3 separate regions of the Mus musculus genome follow, and all the other regions are linked to region 1. The links are chromatin contacts, called in public promoter capture Hi-C maps. All regions are on one chromosome and are shown on one strand. The core of a region is the stretch at or near the end of the contact, and the rest is flanking DNA. Distances in the headings are between cores, read along the strand shown. Region 1 holds the start of Srprb (signal recognition particle receptor, B subunit). Region 2 holds the start of Nek11 (NIMA (never in mitosis gene a)-related expressed kinase 11). Region 3 holds the start of Stag1 (stromal antigen 1).

What was found. Promoter capture Hi-C pulls out the DNA fragments that hold promoters and counts their contacts.
Region 2: a contact with region 1 is called in a promoter capture Hi-C map of pre-B cells, with 2.9 times the contacts expected there. The contact joins the promoter of Nek11 here to the promoter of Srprb in region 1.
Region 3: a promoter capture Hi-C map of pre-B cells shows a contact between it and region 1, with 4 times the contacts expected there. The contact joins the promoter of Stag1 here to the promoter of Srprb in region 1. A contact is called at or near these places in 1 of 39 promoter capture datasets (pre-B cells) and 1 of 484 Hi-C or Micro-C datasets (CD4 T cells).

What each region holds. Positions count from the first base shown.
Region 1 is chr9:103,200,580-103,203,350 of GRCm38.p6, reverse strand. It overlaps Srprb (signal recognition particle receptor, B subunit), which reads left to right and starts at 1,286. Exons shown (of 7, transcript NM_009275.4): 1 at 1,286-1,439; 2 at 1,970-2,064. The coding sequence starts at 1,292.
Region 2 is chr9:105,393,967-105,396,666 of GRCm38.p6, reverse strand. It overlaps Nek11 (NIMA (never in mitosis gene a)-related expressed kinase 11), which reads left to right and starts at 1,380. Exons shown (of 16, transcript NM_172461.3): 1 at 1,380-1,471. It overlaps Aste1 (asteroid homolog 1), which reads right to left and starts at 1,305. Exons shown (of 5, transcript NM_025651.5): 1 at 1,002-1,305; 2 at 1-122. The coding sequence starts at 104.
Region 3 is chr9:100,642,067-100,644,766 of GRCm38.p6, reverse strand. It overlaps Stag1 (stromal antigen 1), which reads right to left and starts at 1,319. Exons shown (of 34, transcript NM_009282.4): 1 at 971-1,319.

The sequences.
Region 1 (2,771 bases), core at 37-2,536:
CCCTCTCGAGTGGGCTTCTTCTCACCTGCCCTCTGCCTTTTGAGGATGTATGGAAATCGAAATCACATTGCGAACCTTCCAAACTCAAACTTTAACATCTTTGTTTCATTTCCTACCCAATCACTCACTGCCACACTAGAGAGGAAGGGAATGTCTCATTTCCTCTCTTCCTGGTACCTGCAGGAGTTGGGGTTTTATGTGGCAGTGCGACATTTTAATGAATTTGTTTAGCCTTTAAGTGACATCGACTTTTCCTGTCATCTCCCAGGCAGACCTGTACTTAAATACTTTAAAATAATGACAGCTACTTAATGACAGAGGCTGCAAATGGCCCTCGAGGCTTGGCCACTTCTGACTCGCAGAGATATTTTTAAATTGAAGCTCACATTTTTTTTTAAATGTTTCGATTACCCGATGAAATCTTAAGTAGAAGAGTTCCCATGAAGATCTTTTATAAATAAGTCCTCTTGAGAAACTGAAAAATGTTGTCTACTCTGGGCCTCTCAAATGGCCTACCTGGTTGAGTAGGCCTGCTTCCTTTGGGTGGGAATGATCAATCTATCGTCGACACCTCCACATCCTCCCGAGCACTGATTTTCCTGATTGCTTTTTAAAATGCAGTCATTTTTTTCCGTGCTGGACGTGTCAATGCAGGACACAGAATTCCCGAGTTTCCCACATGTCATTGGCTTTTACTCAAGCTTCTCTTCCGTGCGTCTTTTTCTGTTTTCTTTAGTTGCCGGTATAGGTTAATGCATCCTCCAAGATTCAGGTCCATCTCTAGCTACTTTTCTCTGACCTCATAAAGGACTTGATGTGTCTTTGTGGATTCTCTGTGACTCCATCACATCTTCGGTCACATCATACTGTGGTAAAATCTCTCATAAATTTCATCCCATGTAACGGCCGAGTAGAAATCCTCACCCTCAAATGAAGTTTTGTAGCCGTTAATTTTGCTAAAAGTCATCATTCTTTCAAAAATCGAAATGAAATGGGAGTAGAGGGGTGGGTTTGACCAAAAGACATCATATTCATTTATGAAATTCTCCAAAGATAAAAAATTAAAATGCAAAGAAAAAAAATTCCACAAAGCTATACATGTCTCAAAGCATGCCGATATGAATACACTCGCTAACTGGGTTGTAGAAACCAAAAAACTCCAACTCCCATCAGGCACTTAGCCGAGATACCCCTAAGGGACTACAACTCCCGTGATGCCCCGCGCCCCACCACGGCGTGGAGCCTAGAGCCACGTAACTTTGGCGGCCCGGGAAGACTACACACCTCTTTCATGGCTTCGGCGAACACCCGGCGAGTTGGCGATGGCGCCGGTGGCGCCTTCCAGCCTTACCTCGACTCCTTACGACAGGAGCTGCAGCAGAGGGATCCGACGCTGCTCTCCGTGGCGGTGGCTCTCCTGGCGGTGCTGCTGACGCTGGGTGAGGCGGCCGGCATTCACGGCGAGGGCAGGGTGGCTCGGCGCCGCAGGCCAGGGAGGCGGACGGCTGCGTTCCCTCTTCTACTACTCGTCTTCCAGACCCAGCAGTGTGGAAAGGGGACGCTGAAGTGACCTGGGTCTTGGGACAGGACTTACATGAGGCGGCCCTGTGCGCTTGAGCGCTGCGGCCGCCATCGTTCATTCCAACTTTGAGCCACTTGTGTCTGAACTGGGCTCTGAGATACTGGGGTACTAAGGTAGAGTAGAAATCCACCAATCAAATGTAGCAAGCCACTAATTTTTCCCAGATCCATCATTCTGTGTATACTTTTAGTCTCCACATTTGGATGAGGGAAATAGACGTGAAAAGGTTTACAGTTGATAGTGGCTGGCGCTCCGTGAGTTCCTAACAAAACTGACTCTAATCCGTGTGACAATGAAAGTAGTCCAGATGGACGCTTTGTTTTTTTGTCGTAAATGCCTACTAATAATGTCTTTAGAAAATGAAGGCTGCCTTTCTCTTCTCTGCAGTGTTCTGGAAGTTCATCTGGAGCCGAAAGAGCAGTCAGAGAGCTGTTCTCTTCGTTGGTCTCTGTGACTCTGGGAAAACGTTGCTGTTTGTCAGGGTAATGCTTTGATTTTCACCTCGGTTAGACTTAAGAGGGATGGGTAAGGCATTTCCGTAGCCCTGTCATCTTGCAGTTTATTTGGTACAGCAAGTTTAGGACATGTTTTTAAAAATATTTTTTTTTCTTTTTAATTATATGTATGTGTGTGGGTATATGCACATGAGTGCCTGTACCTGTAGAGGCCAGATGTGTCAGATTTTGTAGAGTCGGTCTTCAAAGCTGCCTGATGTGGGTGCTGGGAATTGAATTCAGGTCCCTTTGCTAGAAGCAGGATGGGATCTTATCCAACTTAGTTGAGTCTCCAGCCCTGGGAGTTAATTCTTTTTTTTTTTTTAAGATTTATTTATTATTATATCTAAGTACACTGTAGCTGTCTTCAGATGCACCAGAAGAGGGAGTCAGATCTCATTACAGATGGTTGTGAGCCACCATGTGGTTGCTGGGATTTGAACTCAGGACCTTCGGAAGAGCAGTCGGTGCTCTTAACCACTGAGCTATCTCTCCAGCCCCCTGGGAGTTATATAAAAAAGACTCTAGGAAAACCTGTAAAAACACACACACACACACACACACACACACATACACACACGATGCTGTTAGAATACGTGGTCTGGGGATGGGGAGGTGACTCAGTCTGTTTTCTTGCCTGGCAAAAAAATGAGGGTCTGAGTTTGGATCGGTGGCACATACGTGAAAGCCAGGTC
Region 2 (2,700 bases), core at 131-2,630, 2.2 Mb before region 1:
AGAGAATAGCCATCAATGATAAGTTTTGTGTTCCGCAATTTCAAATCAACGAAGAATTCATTACTATAATCTTCCACAAAGCTCATTAGTCCCCGAATACCCATGATGATCGACAGAAATCCCTGTTGAAACAAACAAAAAAAATCAATTGCTGGTCTTTTTGATGGCTATTCTTGGTTGTCAATCTGAGTATATCTAGAATCAATCAAGACCCAAACTGCAGGATACGCTGTTGAGGAACTTTGCTTGATTGGATTATTGGAGGTGGAAGACAGAACTTATATCTAGGCCACACCACCTCATGGCAGCCCATATAGAGATAAAGGAAGAAATCTGTTTTGTGAGGGTCAAGGCCAAAAGTCCTAAGCTATAAAAATGACAACCCAGCATAAGACACATAATGAGCCAATTTTTTTTTTCCTTATGGATAACTAGACCCTTGTTACAGGTCTTGAGTGTAGGGTACATTGGAGAGTAGTTTGAGCTAAGGAAAAACACAGCTTTATGCTTCTAGGATCCCAAGTATACAATTTCAACCTCAACTGGATTCTTACACCCCCTTACTAATGGCCTATCTGGCTAACAACTCATAGGATTAGTATTACTGGTTTCCCCCCTCGCCTCTGGCTTCAAATATCGCTTAGCACGATGCTATTGCCAGCCTTGCCCGTGTTTAAAATCGTGAAAGTTTTGCCAACCTTGGAATTTTTGCATTTTGATTTTTGTGGGGCTACCACATAAAAAAATGCATCCTCCTGAATTTTTTGCCTTTGGTATCAGCTTACATTATTGCACTTGATTTTTTATCTCACCTCAGATCCACCTCGGCCAACATCTCAACACTTTTTAATTCTGAATCGTCATGTCTTTCCCGGTTTGTCATGTGGTTTCTGCGAACTCACTGTAAACTAATGACTTGACCTTGAGCGAAGTAGCTCAAGGAATGCAAGCAAAGGGCAGGAAAAGGTAGGATCTAATTCCTCAACCACCAATCTTCCTACCTCAACCTGCTCCTGCCCTCCGGATCCGCCGGCTGCTTCCGCCCGACCGCCGGCTCACTTCACCAGCAGCAGCAGGTAGGATCCCGGGGAGAAACGGCAGACCCGCGGGTGCGTGGAAGACCGCGAGCGGAAACAGGAAGTGCTGCGAACGACGTCACTGGGAAGCCTGGCTCCGAGAAGCTGAGGGCTCTCCCTGGAGGAGAAAATGCTTTCGGGCCGGGTGGTGGGAACTTGGTGTGAGAGGTTGAGCCATTCCTCTCACACTTGCGGCCGCCTCCTCACCCTGCTCGCTTCGCCACGCCTCGAAGGGTCCGGCGCGCTTCCGTTGGATTGGACGCCGGAACGTCGACTTCCCAGCAGCCCCCGCGCCGTCTCCGTGGCGACGATGTTAAACAACCACGCCCTCCGAGGCAGCGAGCTCTAGGCTGACGGAGGCTTGGCCGGGCGCCGCAGGCTGGGGACCTGTAAAGGTAATGAAAGTGGATCTCTCGGGCAGCCGGGTCCCACAGCCCCTGGACCGCATTCCCCTTCGGGAGACTAAGCGCCCTGCTCCTCGATATACATTCACGCGCTCCGCGAAAAACTTAAGGTTTATTTGTTGAAGAGACAAGTTTTTTCGTTTTACCTCAGGGTTAGAGTTTACTTCTCAGGTCAGATTTAGTTAGCAGAACCTCAGGTCAAAACAGCTTCCTAGTTTTTTGGGTTTTTTGACATGGACATAAACCACTCAGTTCTTACCATCGGTAAACACTTGACTTTCTCTTTACCTGCCCCAGCGGGATGGGTACCCCAGGGATGGTTAGCACAAAGTGGGCGTCTCTCAGCTTTCTTCTAGTTCCTATTATGTTTTCTTTCCTTTACTTGTCTTTGGGTCACATTTGGTATGCTGGATCTTTCTTCGCTCTCCAAACGTTTGCTAACAACTGTATGTCAGCTGTTAGCTAGGCCCCAGGGATACAAGCATAACCTGTGTCCCTAGCACCCAAGTTCATCCTCTGCCCTAGGTTCAGATCCAGCCTGCAGTGTGTGTACATTCCATGGATACCAACTGAGATGAGGGCGACAGAGCTGATTCTGTGTGATGAGCCTGGAGAGGCTGCTCACACACTGCTGGGTTTATTACTCCATTACAAATAGAAGCTTTGGTCCTCCATCTTGAGTTCAGCTCTTTACTAAGTGGGGACTTTAATCGCCTCTCCACATTGAGAATTATTATTAGTGATCTGAAAGGCGACAGAGAGGCCATTTTTTTTTTTTGAACAGCCTAGTTTATCTAGAAATCACCACTTTTATGCCAGTCAAAGAAGCAAACAGAAGGTACCTTTTAGGACCTATTCTTTAGATTCTGCAGATTTTAGTAACGTTTCCTTGAGGAGAGGGGCATTGCTCTCACTGGGACTAGATCAAACCACAGATTAGTACATTATTTAAAGAAGACAAAATTACAAATAGGTTTTATGTTTTGCAGTTTTTTTTTTTCTGTTTGAGTGTCCTTGTAGGTTTTGTGGTAAATGTTGAGCCCACAGGTCAACACTATAACACTATTTTTTTCTCGTTGTTTTAGAATTGCTGAATATGAAAACCTAATGCCAAGGTGTACATAGTATTCAGCGTAAAGTCCTATTTTCATGTAGATTTTAAACAAAAGCACAGTTTTCAATAAAACATTCAACACTTTGATGGAATGGAGTAAGAGTGT
Region 3 (2,700 bases), core at 70-2,569, 2.6 Mb after region 1:
AAACCACCCCAGAGCTTAACACTCCCAGGACACGACTGTCTGCAATGTGGAAAGAATCAGTAACAATCCTAACGTAGACAGAAGCGGGTGACGTGACAATCCGAAAACCAGAAAATGTTGTGGTCCCTACTACACACAAACAGCACTCGGTTCGGACCCCTCCAAGTCCAGCTCCCAGCACTCGGGTTTCCCAGCTCTTCATCCCGCCCCCCACCTTCAGGGAAGAGGAAAAACAACTTTTATTGGCCTCATCTCCCGGGGGATTGGGAAACTAGCGGGGCAGTGCTCCGGCCTGGACACGTTTCACCCGGAGCTCGGACGGCGGATAGCGGGAAAGCCAGGACTGCGACGTCCCGTCGGCCCAGGTCCTCAGCCCTACCCCACCCCAGCAAAGCAGGGGCCTGGGACAGCAGTCTGGGCTGAGCGACCCCCAGGACCCTCGACAGAAGCGAGCTCCTTGTCATGTGACGCCGCCGCCGCCAAAGCACCGCAGAAACGCAGGGCGGCGGAAGGCGTTCGCGCCAGCCCGCCTAGGCTGGCCCGGGCGCGGGCGAGTCCCGAGAGCCCGGGCGGGGGGGCGGAGGGCGGGCTTGGCGGCGGGCCCGAGCGCGCCACAAAGGCTTCCGCGCTACCGCCGCGGAGCCCGGGCGGGCGGGGGCACCGTTTTCGCGGCCCGCGGGGAGGGGTGGAGGGAAGCGGAGCGCCCGCCGCGCCCACAGCGGGTCCCGGACGCTCGGCCGCCCGCCTGCAGCCGCCGCGCCGCGCCGCGCACAGGCCCGCGCGGCCTCCCTCCCCCGCGCGGGGCCCGCGCCGGCCCGCCCGCCCGCCCGCCGCTCGCCGCTCGCGCTCCCAAGCTCTCGCCCGGCCTCCATCTTGGATCGGCGCTTCCAGCCCCCGCGCCGCTGCCGCCGCCGCCGCCGCATTTCCCCCTTTCCCGCCCCCCGCCGCCGCCGCCGCCGCCCGCGCTCACCTCAGCTGCCCATCCGGGCGCTGTCGGCCGTCGACCTAGTTTCCCCCCAAAAGTCTCCGGTGTGTTATTCCCGAGGTGGGGGGGTGGTTACGGGGTGGTCGCCGGGGGTTCGGGAGCGGGGGCCGCGCCTTCAACGGAGCTGCAATCCTAACCCGCCATCTGGTGGCATTTTCCACACGCCAATGGCGCCGCTGCAGACTCGGGTCCCGACCGCCCTCTGCTGGCCGCGCTGCTCACTGCTCCGCTGACAGGACGGGCCTGCCCGGAAAGGGGAGGGAGCTGAGGCGCGAGCAGGGGCCCTCGGACGGGGCCGCGCGCCATCGCTCGCCTCCGGGGGGCGCGCACGCGCAGCAGCGGCGCGGGAAACGTGGCCTTTTGCGTGGCTGCACCGCCCCCCTCTGCGAGGCTCCTGCTCCGCTCGGCCAATGGCGAGCCGCGGAGACGTCTGGACGAGGGCGCTGTGGACAGCTCCTGGGCCGCCCCAGGCGAGCGGAAGGACGGACTCCGCGGCGCCTGCGCGACCCGCTCGCTGGGTTGCCGCCCGCCATTTTTAGAGCTTCTCCAAGAGCCTGGAAGAAGTCCGCCCCCGGCTCTTCCGCCGAGGCCCCTCCCCGGCGGGGGCCGCGCTCCGCTCCCGCCCTGAGGCTGCCAGCCGCCCACACCCGCCCGTTATCGGGGTGAGCCGTGCCAACGCGCCCCCGAGCCCTGCTCCCTCCCCGGTTAGCGGGAGTCTCCAAGCTAGAATTGAACGCGCGGTTTATTATTATTGATGAGGCGCTTTTTCAGAACGAGGTTGAAAAGGTTTCGAGCACTGGGACGAACCCCCTGCCTGCCGCGGAGCTAAAAGGAAACAGTGACCGCTCCAGGCCGATTGGCGTCGTCCTGCCTCTGTAAAGCAGGTTCTCGCCGAGGTGCAAGCTTTGCATAAGGCGGCAGCATTGGCTAGTTAGTGAGAAAGGAGAAGCTACACGGTGAAGATAGACTCTGCGAGCAATCAGATTCTCCCACAGCCTAGGACTGCTTTCTGTGGTTCTCAAATGGACGTGCGAATAATGGAGCCTAGCCGAAAGGGAAATAGCCAGGCGTAGATCTTGACCCCTTCCTTCCCTGCTGCTCTCTACCTAAGCTGTCCTTGACCAAGGCTCTCCTAACCTTCCGCCTGCTTATTAACTCCGCACTACAAAAGTGAATTCTTGGTCTTGTAGGTCATCAGCCTCATTGCTGACTCAATTTTTTTTTATTGGCAGAGGCAGCTGCATTTTCAATATCTCCTTAGAAACGTTAAACTTGTTTATAGTCTTGAGGGCTGGCTAGCTAGCTAGTACCTCAATTGTCTCTGGAATGTATCCCAAAGGTTGCAAAGTGCGTTCCACATCACTGGAGGAACTTTGGTATGAATTCGTGACAGTCCTTTCAGCAAAGTATCTCGTTTACTAGCCTCTGATTGACTTCCTATTGTGTTCTCTGCAGAGCCTGTTTTTAGCTTGCCTTGTTAAAAGACGGTGCGGGCTCCAAGCCATAGTCATATGTAATTTAATCTATCGAATGTGTGGGACTCTGATAAAGAGCTGATATTCTATCAACATGTTTGTAGTCGTGATCTCAAAAAAATCTCACCTAGTTTAACCATCCCCCATTCCCTTCTCTCCCCAGTCCAGCCCTGCCTGAATGCCATTGCCTTTTTTTTTTCTAGAATAGCTTCAGTATTTTATCTTCTAGGTGCTTTCTGT